Regions from separate parts of the Mus musculus genome. Here region 2 is linked to region 1. Evidence: chromatin contacts called from public promoter capture Hi-C data. All regions are on one chromosome and are shown on one strand. Each heading gives the region's core, a stretch centred on a gene start, on an enhancer-like site or on the middle of the called end of the contact. The rest is flanking DNA. Distances are from core to core; before and after follow the strand shown.

Region 1 (4,245 bases), core at 927-3,426:
CATGAAGGCTCACAACCATCTGTACAGCTACAGTGTACTCACGTACATAAAATAAAGAAATACATCTTAAAAAGAAAAAAAAGTATTTTTTTCTTTTCCTTCAAAGCATTGCATTTGCTGTGATTCCATATGGTCCCAGATGGGCAGGCACATCCTGGAATATTTTTTAAAGGCAGCAGGAACAGAAGCCACACCCATGGCACAAAGGAAGCCGAGCCCGGCTGGGAATGGAAGGGGCATTCTCCATGTGCAGCCTCTTCTTGCAATTCCTCCATCTTAAGGTCTCTGGCAGGCAGGAGCTGCCAGACAAAAGGCAGATGATATTTGGAGCATTCTTTCTTCTATTTTCTTATCTTGCTCCCACCTACACTCCCCCCCCCCCGAAACAGGGTCTCTCTATGTAGCCCTGGCTGGCTTAGGACTCACATAGATCTGCTTGCCTCTGCTTCCCAAGTGCTGAGATTAAAGACTTGTGTCTCTATAGTCGATTAACACAGCCTCACCCCCCACCCAAAAAAAAAAAAAAAAAACCCAAAACCAAAATAAGTGTTTTTCAGCCAGGAATGGTGCTGGCTACCTTAAATCCCAGTTTTTAGAGTTTTGTGTTCTGGGGCAGCTGGCTTTAGAAAGAGAACTCCAGGTCAGACAGGACTACATAGTAAGTCCTGCCTCAAGACAAAGCAATACAACAACAAGCTGTTGCTTATCAGTAATTCATGTCAATTAAGCCTTTTTTTAAAAAAAGATTCATTTATTTTATTTATACGAATACACTGTAGCTTTCTTCAGACACACCAGAAGAAGGCATCAGATCCCATTACAGATGGTTGTGAGTCACCATGTGGTTGCTGGGAATTGAACTCAGGACCTCTGGGAGAGCAGTCGGTGCTCTTCACCACTGAGCCATCACTCCAGCACCTTTTTTTTTTTTTTGGTTTTTCGAGACAAGGTCTCTCTGTGTAGCCCTGGCTGTCCTGGAACTCACTTTGTAGACCAGGCTGGCCTCGAACTCAGAAATCCTCCTGCCTCTGCCTCCCAAGTGCTGGGATTAAAGGTGTGTACCACCACGCCCAGCTCAGGACCCAACTTTTAACTCGTGTTGGCAATAGAGAGCCTTAAAGCCGTGGGACCTGGGGCCCACATAAGAACAGTCCAGGAAGTCTGGAAGCCTGAGGCTTAAACTCAGAGAACTAACTGTGTGTCCTGACATAGGGCTGGTTTTTGTTTGTTTGGTTGGTTTGGTTTTGGTTTGTTTTTTCAGGACTCTAGAGCCCCTCCCCAGAGGATGGAGACAAGTGCCTGGACTCTATGCAGAATGGCCAAAGGTTGGAGGGAAGAGAGAAGGCGAGGGCCAGCTCTGGGGTCACTAGGTTCTGAGTGACCCATCTCCTTCCAACCACATGAGCCTGAACTGCCTTGTCTGAAGGATTTGAGGAGATCGCGAATGCCAAGCACTTGGGAACTCCAAAGTCGGTCTCTGCAGATAGGACATTATCTGTCTAATCTTCAAAGAGCCAGAGGCTGCACTGTGACCAGAGGGAGAGCTTCCCTGCTGCAGTTCCCACAAGTCTCAGGTCTGCTCTGGAAACCCTTTCCCACCATCAAGAATCTTCTCCCCTATTCTGTCCTGACCACCAGCGGTTGCTGGTGTGGTGGTGTGACCGACCAGTCAGTCTCTCAGCTCAGGGGAAGCGGCCTAGTCCACGACCTTGGAGGAACCTGGGAGAAAGCTTCACTAAAAGACAGTACTTTTCCACTGCTCTGCTCTCGGCCACCTCAGCTGGCTTTATGCTGTGCACAGAAGAGGCAAAGGGCACCAAACCCCAGCAGGAACCCACCCCAAATCTCTGCTTTCAGAGAGGAGAGATGCGGGTAGGAACGCTCTGTGGGTGAGGGACAGCAGGCGGGAACCCTAGAAAGAGAAGGGGCTCTCCCTGGGAACTCGGAGTCCACCAGTGAAGCTGGAGAAATTTACATTCGTAAATCCCTCCGCAATATTTTAGGGGATTCCCGTTCCTTCGCTGCCCCTCTATTCTTCATCCTTCCAATGATAAAGCTTAAAACAGTTCCAACGCGCCTGTGCTGGGTCTTGGGAAGCGCGAGTCTGCGCGGAGGGGGCGGGGGAGAGGGAGGGGACAAGAGAGCTAGCGGTACCGCCCGGTGATGCAGGCAGCCAAGGGAGGTGGAGTCGCGACGCCTGAAGGAGTCCCCACCGCAGCGGTGCTCTTGGTCCACCTCATCCAGCAACCACCAGACCCTGCTCTAAAGACGTCCCTGCCACTGACTCGGCGGCAGGGACAGTGGCAATCGCCCCTATAGTCGGGCCTTGGGGACATTTATTGCTCCAAACCCTGTCCCTCCTTGCTTCCCAGACGGCTGGAGTCATTCCTGGGGGAAGCTGCTCCGAGCCGATCAAGCAGCCGCACGGGCATCTCAGCGGACAGCCTGGCTGGGCACCGGGCATCTGCGAAGCCAGCCCCGCCGGATACTGGGCATCTCTCACAAGGACTGTCTTCGGCCGCCGCCCAGCTTGTCGCAAGTCCTGGGCGGTGGGCTTCTGAGCGCCTTTGGCCTTTCCAGGACCCAAGTGAGCTTCCCCGCGCTCCCTGCCCTTTGGGCCGCCGCGATGCTGCCCTGGAGACGGAACAAATTCGTGCTAGTGGAGGACGAGGCCAAGCGCAAGGCGAAGAGCCTGAGCCCCGGGCTCGCCTACACGTCGCTGCTCTCCAGCTTCCTGCGCTCCTGCCCGGACCTGCTACCGGACTGGCCGCTGGAGCGTCTGGGCCGCGTGTTCCGCAGCCGGCGCCAGAAAGTGGAGCTTAACAAGGAGGACCCCACCTACACCGTGTGGTACCTGGGCAACGCCGTCACCCTGCATGCCAAGGGCGACGGCTGCACCGACGACGCTGTGGGCAGGATTTGGGCGCGCTGCGGGCCGGGAGGGGGCACGAAGATGAAACTGACCCTGGGTCCGCACGGCATCCGCATGCAGCCGAGCGAACGCAGCTCCGGGGCTTCGGGGGGCCGCAGACCGGCGCACGCCTACCTGCTGCCGCGCATCACCTACTGCGCGGCGGATGGGCGCCACCCGCGAGTCTTCACCTGGGTCTACCGCCACCAGGCACGCCACAAGGCCGTGGTGCTGCGCTGCCACGCTGTGTTGCTGGCGCGGGCGCACAAGGCGCGCTCCCTGGCCCGCCTGCTCCACCAGACTGCGCTGGCGGCCTTCAGCGACTTCAAGCGGCTGCAGCGCCAGAGCGATGCGCGCCACGTGCGCCAGCAGCATCTCCGTGCGGGGGGCGCCGCCGCCTCGGTACCCCGGGCTCCATTGCGCCGCCTGCTCAACGCCAAGTGCGCTTACCGGCCTCCGCCGGGCGAGCGCGGTCGCGGAGCTCCGCGGCTCAGCAGCATCCAGGAGGAGGATGAGGAGGAGGATGCGGAGGAGGAGGACACCCGGGATAGCGAGGAAGGAGCCCTGCAGCGCGAACGGCCCGAGGTGCTCAGCCTGGCCCGGGAGCTGAGGACGTGCAGCCTGCGGGGTGCCCCGGCACCTCCGCCACCAGCGCAGCCCCGCCGCTGGAAAGCCGGCTCCAGGGAGCGGGCGGGCCAGGCGCGCTGAGAGCGCAGGGCTAGGACTCGGGGCCCTAGACCCGGCCCAGGAGACTGACCTGGAGTTCAATTCGGTCCTGCCCGCTTCCGCCCCCCTGGTCCCTGGCCTGCAGCCCTCGCGGTCACTGTAATGGTCGCCTTGCTCCTCATCCTAGCTCAGGGTGAAGTAGGATATGCCCTTAATTTTTGGGGGGTGGAGAGGAGTCCATACGTCCCCACACTGGGAGTTTCCCTGGCCTACCACTGTGGAATTGCCCCCCAACGCTATATGCCAAGTCTCTGCCCACAGATGAACCAACCTGCTCTTGTCCCAAAACGGCCTCTTAGGAGAAAGGGAACCCCTGGGGGGGGGGTTGTACCCACGACCCAGTCTAGGTTAGGAGTAATGACCCTGCCCTTGGTCTCTTATTCCTTATGATAAGAACCACCCTTGAGAGATTTCAGATAAGGAAGTGTGGTGGTTGGTTGGGGAGAACTGAGGCCAGCCCCACGGAGGGCTCCCGTACACACAGGGACAATTACTACACCTCTAAAGGAGACTGAGATGGGCCTGTCTACATGCAAAAGACAGAGTGCGACAGGCAACAGCCCTGCTAGGCAGCTCTCCAAGCCTCTGCCTTGGCTGCCCTACAGGAC
Region 2 (4,643 bases), core at 244-2,743, 960 kb before region 1:
GAAGTGCGTGCTAATGAAGAGCTCCGAGCATACGCAAGAGTTCTGTGCAACGTACTCAGAAGCAAAAGAAGGCAGGAGAGAACTGCCACCATATACATGGGAGACAATACCAGTCTGCCAGCTAAATGTAACACCTACCTACTCAGGCAACACCCCAGAGTCCTCGGCCTAATTAATTTTTAGCGGCAACAGACTTCCAGGGGCACGGCTTGCACACTGTTGCAATGGGGAAATGCTGCTGTCTGAGGCACACTGATTGAGCCTGGCATTTAGATGACATCTCTCATTTAGACCACTGTGTTATTTAGCCTAGTTTGTTTTAAAGGAGCTTCTGGGGTTTGATTTTTTTTTTTTGGTTTTTCGAGACAGGGTTTCTCTGTGTGTAGCCCTGGCTGTCCTGGCACTCACTTTGTAGACCAAGCTGGCCTCGAACTCAGAAATCCACCTGCCTCTGCCTCCCGAGTGCTGGGATTAAAGGCGTGCGCCACCACGCCCGGCTTTGGGGTTTGGTTTTGTTTTAAGATTTATTTATTTATTTTATGTATGTGAGTACACTGTCACTGTCTTCAGACACACCAGAAAAGGGCATCAGATCCCATTACAGATGGCTGTGAGCCACCAAAGTCCAGATAGGCTAATGATTGTTGGGACCAGGACCCAAAATGAACACCTTTAAAAAAAATACATATGTATGTGTGTGTGTGTGTGTGTGTGTTAGTTGTCTGTCAATTTCCCCAGAAGCATACAACTGATAAGTAGCCAAATGCTTATTCAATCTGAAATAAGCACAGTCAGAAGGAAGGGGTGAGCGAACGAATGTCAGTTTGGAGAGGGAGAGGCCACACTGCACCCAGAGAGTCCCTCAGAGGAAAAGGCTCACTTTAGAACTTGTGAGACAAGTGGACTAAGTGACACCAGCTAGTTTCAGGCTTAAAGTTCACTGGGGCTAGTGACCTGGGACCCAGAAGATCACAAACCTGACAGCCACAAAATCGGACATGACAGGAAAGGAGGGAACTAGTGACCTCTGACCAAAACCCTTAAAGCCTGCCTTCACTGCGGAGCAATCTGCACCGTCACACACAGGGCGGCTTAAAGAGCTCCCTCCATGCTTAACATAAAGCTCTTGGGTTGACATCTTACGACTCTTCATATCTGAAGAGGAGACTCTCACATTGTCATTCTGCACAGGGTGCAGCATTCATTCATTCATTCACTTCTCCCTGAAAGCACCCTCCCGCACCCCCGTTAAGTTATAGTCTGGGTTCGGCTCCATAGCAAATCTCCTTCAGATTAGCAGGAGGGAGACAGATGCTGAGGAAGCAAACACCGACGTCCTGGAGAAGCGTCACCTGTACGCACCAGTCAAACTTGCCCACTTGGTCTTCGTAGACCGCGGCCGCAGGGACGAGCAGCACAGCAGCCCAGATCCAGAACCCAGACGCCACCGCGACCGCCATGATTGAAGCCCAAGCACCGCCTGCCGCCAGCCCGGCATGCACCGGGCCTCAAGCCCCTCCCTCCGCAGAGCCATAGAGAGGAACCGGTTCGCGAGGGACTTGGTGGAGTGCTCGGGACTCGGAAGCCGCCGGGACTGGAGGGACCCGGGACCTGGGCAGAGAAGTGGCCTTCAGGACACTGGGCGGAGCGCAGGCGGGGAAGAGAGGGCTCGCCACAGTTCAGGCACACGCGAGGGGCAGCCCCGAGCGCCGTCCCATAAGCCCCCGCGGCAGCCGGGTCCTAACCGGCCGCCCAGTCTTCCGCCGCACGTGCCTTTGCCGCGATGCCCAAATCCAAGCGAGACAAGAAAGGTAGGTTCGGGGGGCCTGCGTCAAGGGGGCGAGGGGGACGCGGGTGAGACGCCGGGGCCTCTCCGAGAGGCTCGGCCGGCCGAGATAGCGAGAGAGCTGGAAACTGGTCCGGGCCGACAGCAGTCGCATAGCCCAGGCTCTCCTCGAACTTGCCAACCAGGATAGTCTTACACAACTAACCTTGCTGCTTCTACCTCCCGATTGCTGGAATTACAGGCAGCATCACTAAACCAAGTACGCTCTTGTTAGGCAAACACTACCCACATAGCACTGGTCTACATCCCCTGGCATGTGCGAGCGACCGTGTGTGTTTGAGAGAGGATCTTGACGATGTAGCTCAGATTTGCTTAGGACGGTCTCATTATCTCAAGAAAATAGGGGTTTTACAGTTTCGACTACTGCATGTTTTGTTTGTCTATTTATTGCTGGGGCCTTGAACTCTTCCAACTGTCTGCCTTGGCCCCAAATACTAGGATTCCATACTGAGCCACTACATCAAGCTAGCGGGCTGGCGCTTTTGTGGGTGTTAGAAGACAAGACAGTTGAACAAAAAGGGTCCGGCTTCATCAGACTCACCACCTTAGTTAGGGGTGTGTGTCTGTCTGTCTGTCTCCTATACCCCTGTCAAGTCAGTATAATGTGTCAGGTAGTCCAAGTGGAGTATGGAGCAGGTGGGAGTGATAGTGTTTTGCATAATGTTGTCAGGAAAACTCTCAGCGGTTAGAGAAGGTCGTTTGGAATAGAGGGAACACAAAATGAAAGGGGTCTGTGGTGTGATTAACATATTGTGGGACAGCCAGTGTGGCCATAGTGAACAAAGTGGGCTTAGAGGAAAAGACCCAGCCTTTGGTGTGGCTTTGCTTTGAAAGGGTCCCTTGATAGCACAGAGAATATGAAGGCAGCAAGGCCAGCAACCACCTGCAGCATGCTAAGTCGCACCAGAATCCTAGCGGTGGAGAGTCCGGGAATGACTGGCTGGGTGTGACTGTGTGCCTTGTAAAGAGGGACTGTGAGTGGCAGGCAGGGTAGATGAATGGGCCATATCGGCTCCTGGGGACACCCAGGGCATTATAGCTGATGTTTTAGTAAGTTCTTATAGAGTCGTTAGGGTCTGGAAGGAGCCCTGGACAGATGTAAGCAAAGGCCGGGAACTCTTGGGAGTAGGACAGATAGAGCCTGGGTCACTTTTCAGTAGAGGTTGTGTCCCCCATCTGCCCTCTCCCCAGCGTTGCTGTAGTCTTGGGTTCAGATTACAAAAATGAAGTGTAGGTATATAACAGAATAGGAAAGATAAGGTCCCAACAGGATGACGTGGTACATGCCTGGAATCCCTCCACTTAGGAGACAGAAGTAAGGAACTGTATCTTGAGTTTAAGGCCAGCCTAAACAGCTTTGTAGCAAGATTGTGGTTTTTACAAAAGGAAGAGTTGGTCCCTGTCATTCCATAGCCCCACCTTGGCCAGCAGGTTGGGAATCCCACAGACAGCGCTCTATCCGCAGGAATATTGAGTATGGTAATACTGCAATAAATGCAACAGTCGGCCCAAGGAACTAAGGGCACTTTGTTTATGGCAGGGGATGTATTTAGGGATCTTAGGGTCCAAGATTGCTAGGAAAGCAAACGCTCTGTCAGCCTTGAATGCCAGGAATGACTGTCCATTGCTGCCTCTGTCACACTGGCTTAGTTTAGCCAAGCCTCCAAAGAGGGAAGCAGAATTAGTCTCCAGAGCATCCACACTCACAGTTGCCACCATCTCTTTTTCTTGGTTTTTAGTTTCTTTAACAAAAACTGCCAAGAAAGGCTTGGAACTGAAGCAGAACCTGATAGAAGAGGTAAGTGCTTGCTTGTTCCTGTGTGTGTGTGTGTGTGTGTGTGTGTGTGTGTGTGTGTGTGTGTGTGTGTGTGTCTGTCTGTCTGTCTGTCTGTCTAGATAGATCGATCGATCTTTGGTTAGTAGAATTGTTCCCATACCTCCCCACAGCATCCCTATGACCTAGGACCAGGTGATGCTATTGCTGTTTTGTGCTCAGGGGTAATTAAAGCTTATTAGTGAGTTTGTAATGCTGCCCAATGTTAGAAGGCTGGAGGTCACCAGGTGGTGACTGTGGCCAGCTATCTCTAGCTGACCTGCTGGTTCTGGGTCAGATAAGTGCAGTCTCCCCGGGCACAAATTCCCTATTCTTTGGAAATGGAGCTTTATTTACCATAGAGAGGCTTCCTTCAGGAGCCTGGCCAGGGCAGTGAGGGCGACATGTCTCTCCTTGTTGATAAGGTGGGGCTCCTTGTATTTTGATTTAGCAGGGGCCTTCCCAGGGTGGGTAGATGTTTCTAGATCAACTAAGTGAACAGAGGAAAACAGGGTGATTGTTCCACATTGGTCATGGAAGGACCATAGAGTGTGGGTCCCTGCTCACCCTCAGTGGTAGATGACCCTGGTGTCAGTCACACCCGTGGAAGATTAAAGGCCTATTGCCACTTCTCTCGTGTGAGGCCAGAGTTGCCCAGCCTGTGCTGTCCCTCAACTCCAGAGCCTCATGAATTGTCCCACAGCTTCGGAAATGTGTGGACACCTACAAGTACCTTTTCATCTTCTCTGTGGCCAACATGAGGAACAGCAAGCTGAAAGACATCCGGAACGCCTGGAAACACAGCCGGTGAGCGTGCAGTGGGAAGAGGCGAGAACCGCTCTCATCAGAGCCCAGGAGCAGATTGACCCTTCAAGGCCGCAGCTCGCCTGCTGAAGAGCACGGTCTCTGTCAGAGTTGGGCTTTCCCTGAGCTGGGGATGGGATTTGTTGGTCACTGGGGGTATTTCAAGGAAGTGGTCCCTGG

Evidence for each region. Promoter capture Hi-C pulls out the DNA fragments that hold promoters and counts their contacts.
Region 2: a contact with region 1 is called in a promoter capture Hi-C map of hippocampal neurons, with 2.6 times the contacts expected there. The contact joins the promoter of Emc1 here to the promoter of Fam43b in region 1.

What each region holds. Positions count from the first base shown.
Region 1 is chr4:138,394,389-138,398,633 of GRCm38.p6, reverse strand. Fam43b (family with sequence similarity 43, member B) reads left to right here and starts at 2,176. Exons shown (of 1, transcript NM_001081672.2): 1 at 2,176-4,245. The coding sequence starts at 2,627. The coding sequence ends at 3,619.
Region 2 is chr4:139,349,437-139,354,079 of GRCm38.p6, reverse strand. It overlaps Emc1 (ER membrane protein complex subunit 1), which reads right to left and starts at 1,493. Exons shown (of 24, transcript NM_146157.4): 1 at 1,363-1,493. The coding sequence starts at 1,460. Mrto4 (mRNA turnover 4, ribosome maturation factor) reads left to right here and starts at 1,504. Exons shown (of 8, transcript NM_001290810.1): 1 at 1,504-1,811; 2 at 3,586-3,644; 3 at 4,363-4,466. The coding sequence starts at 1,784.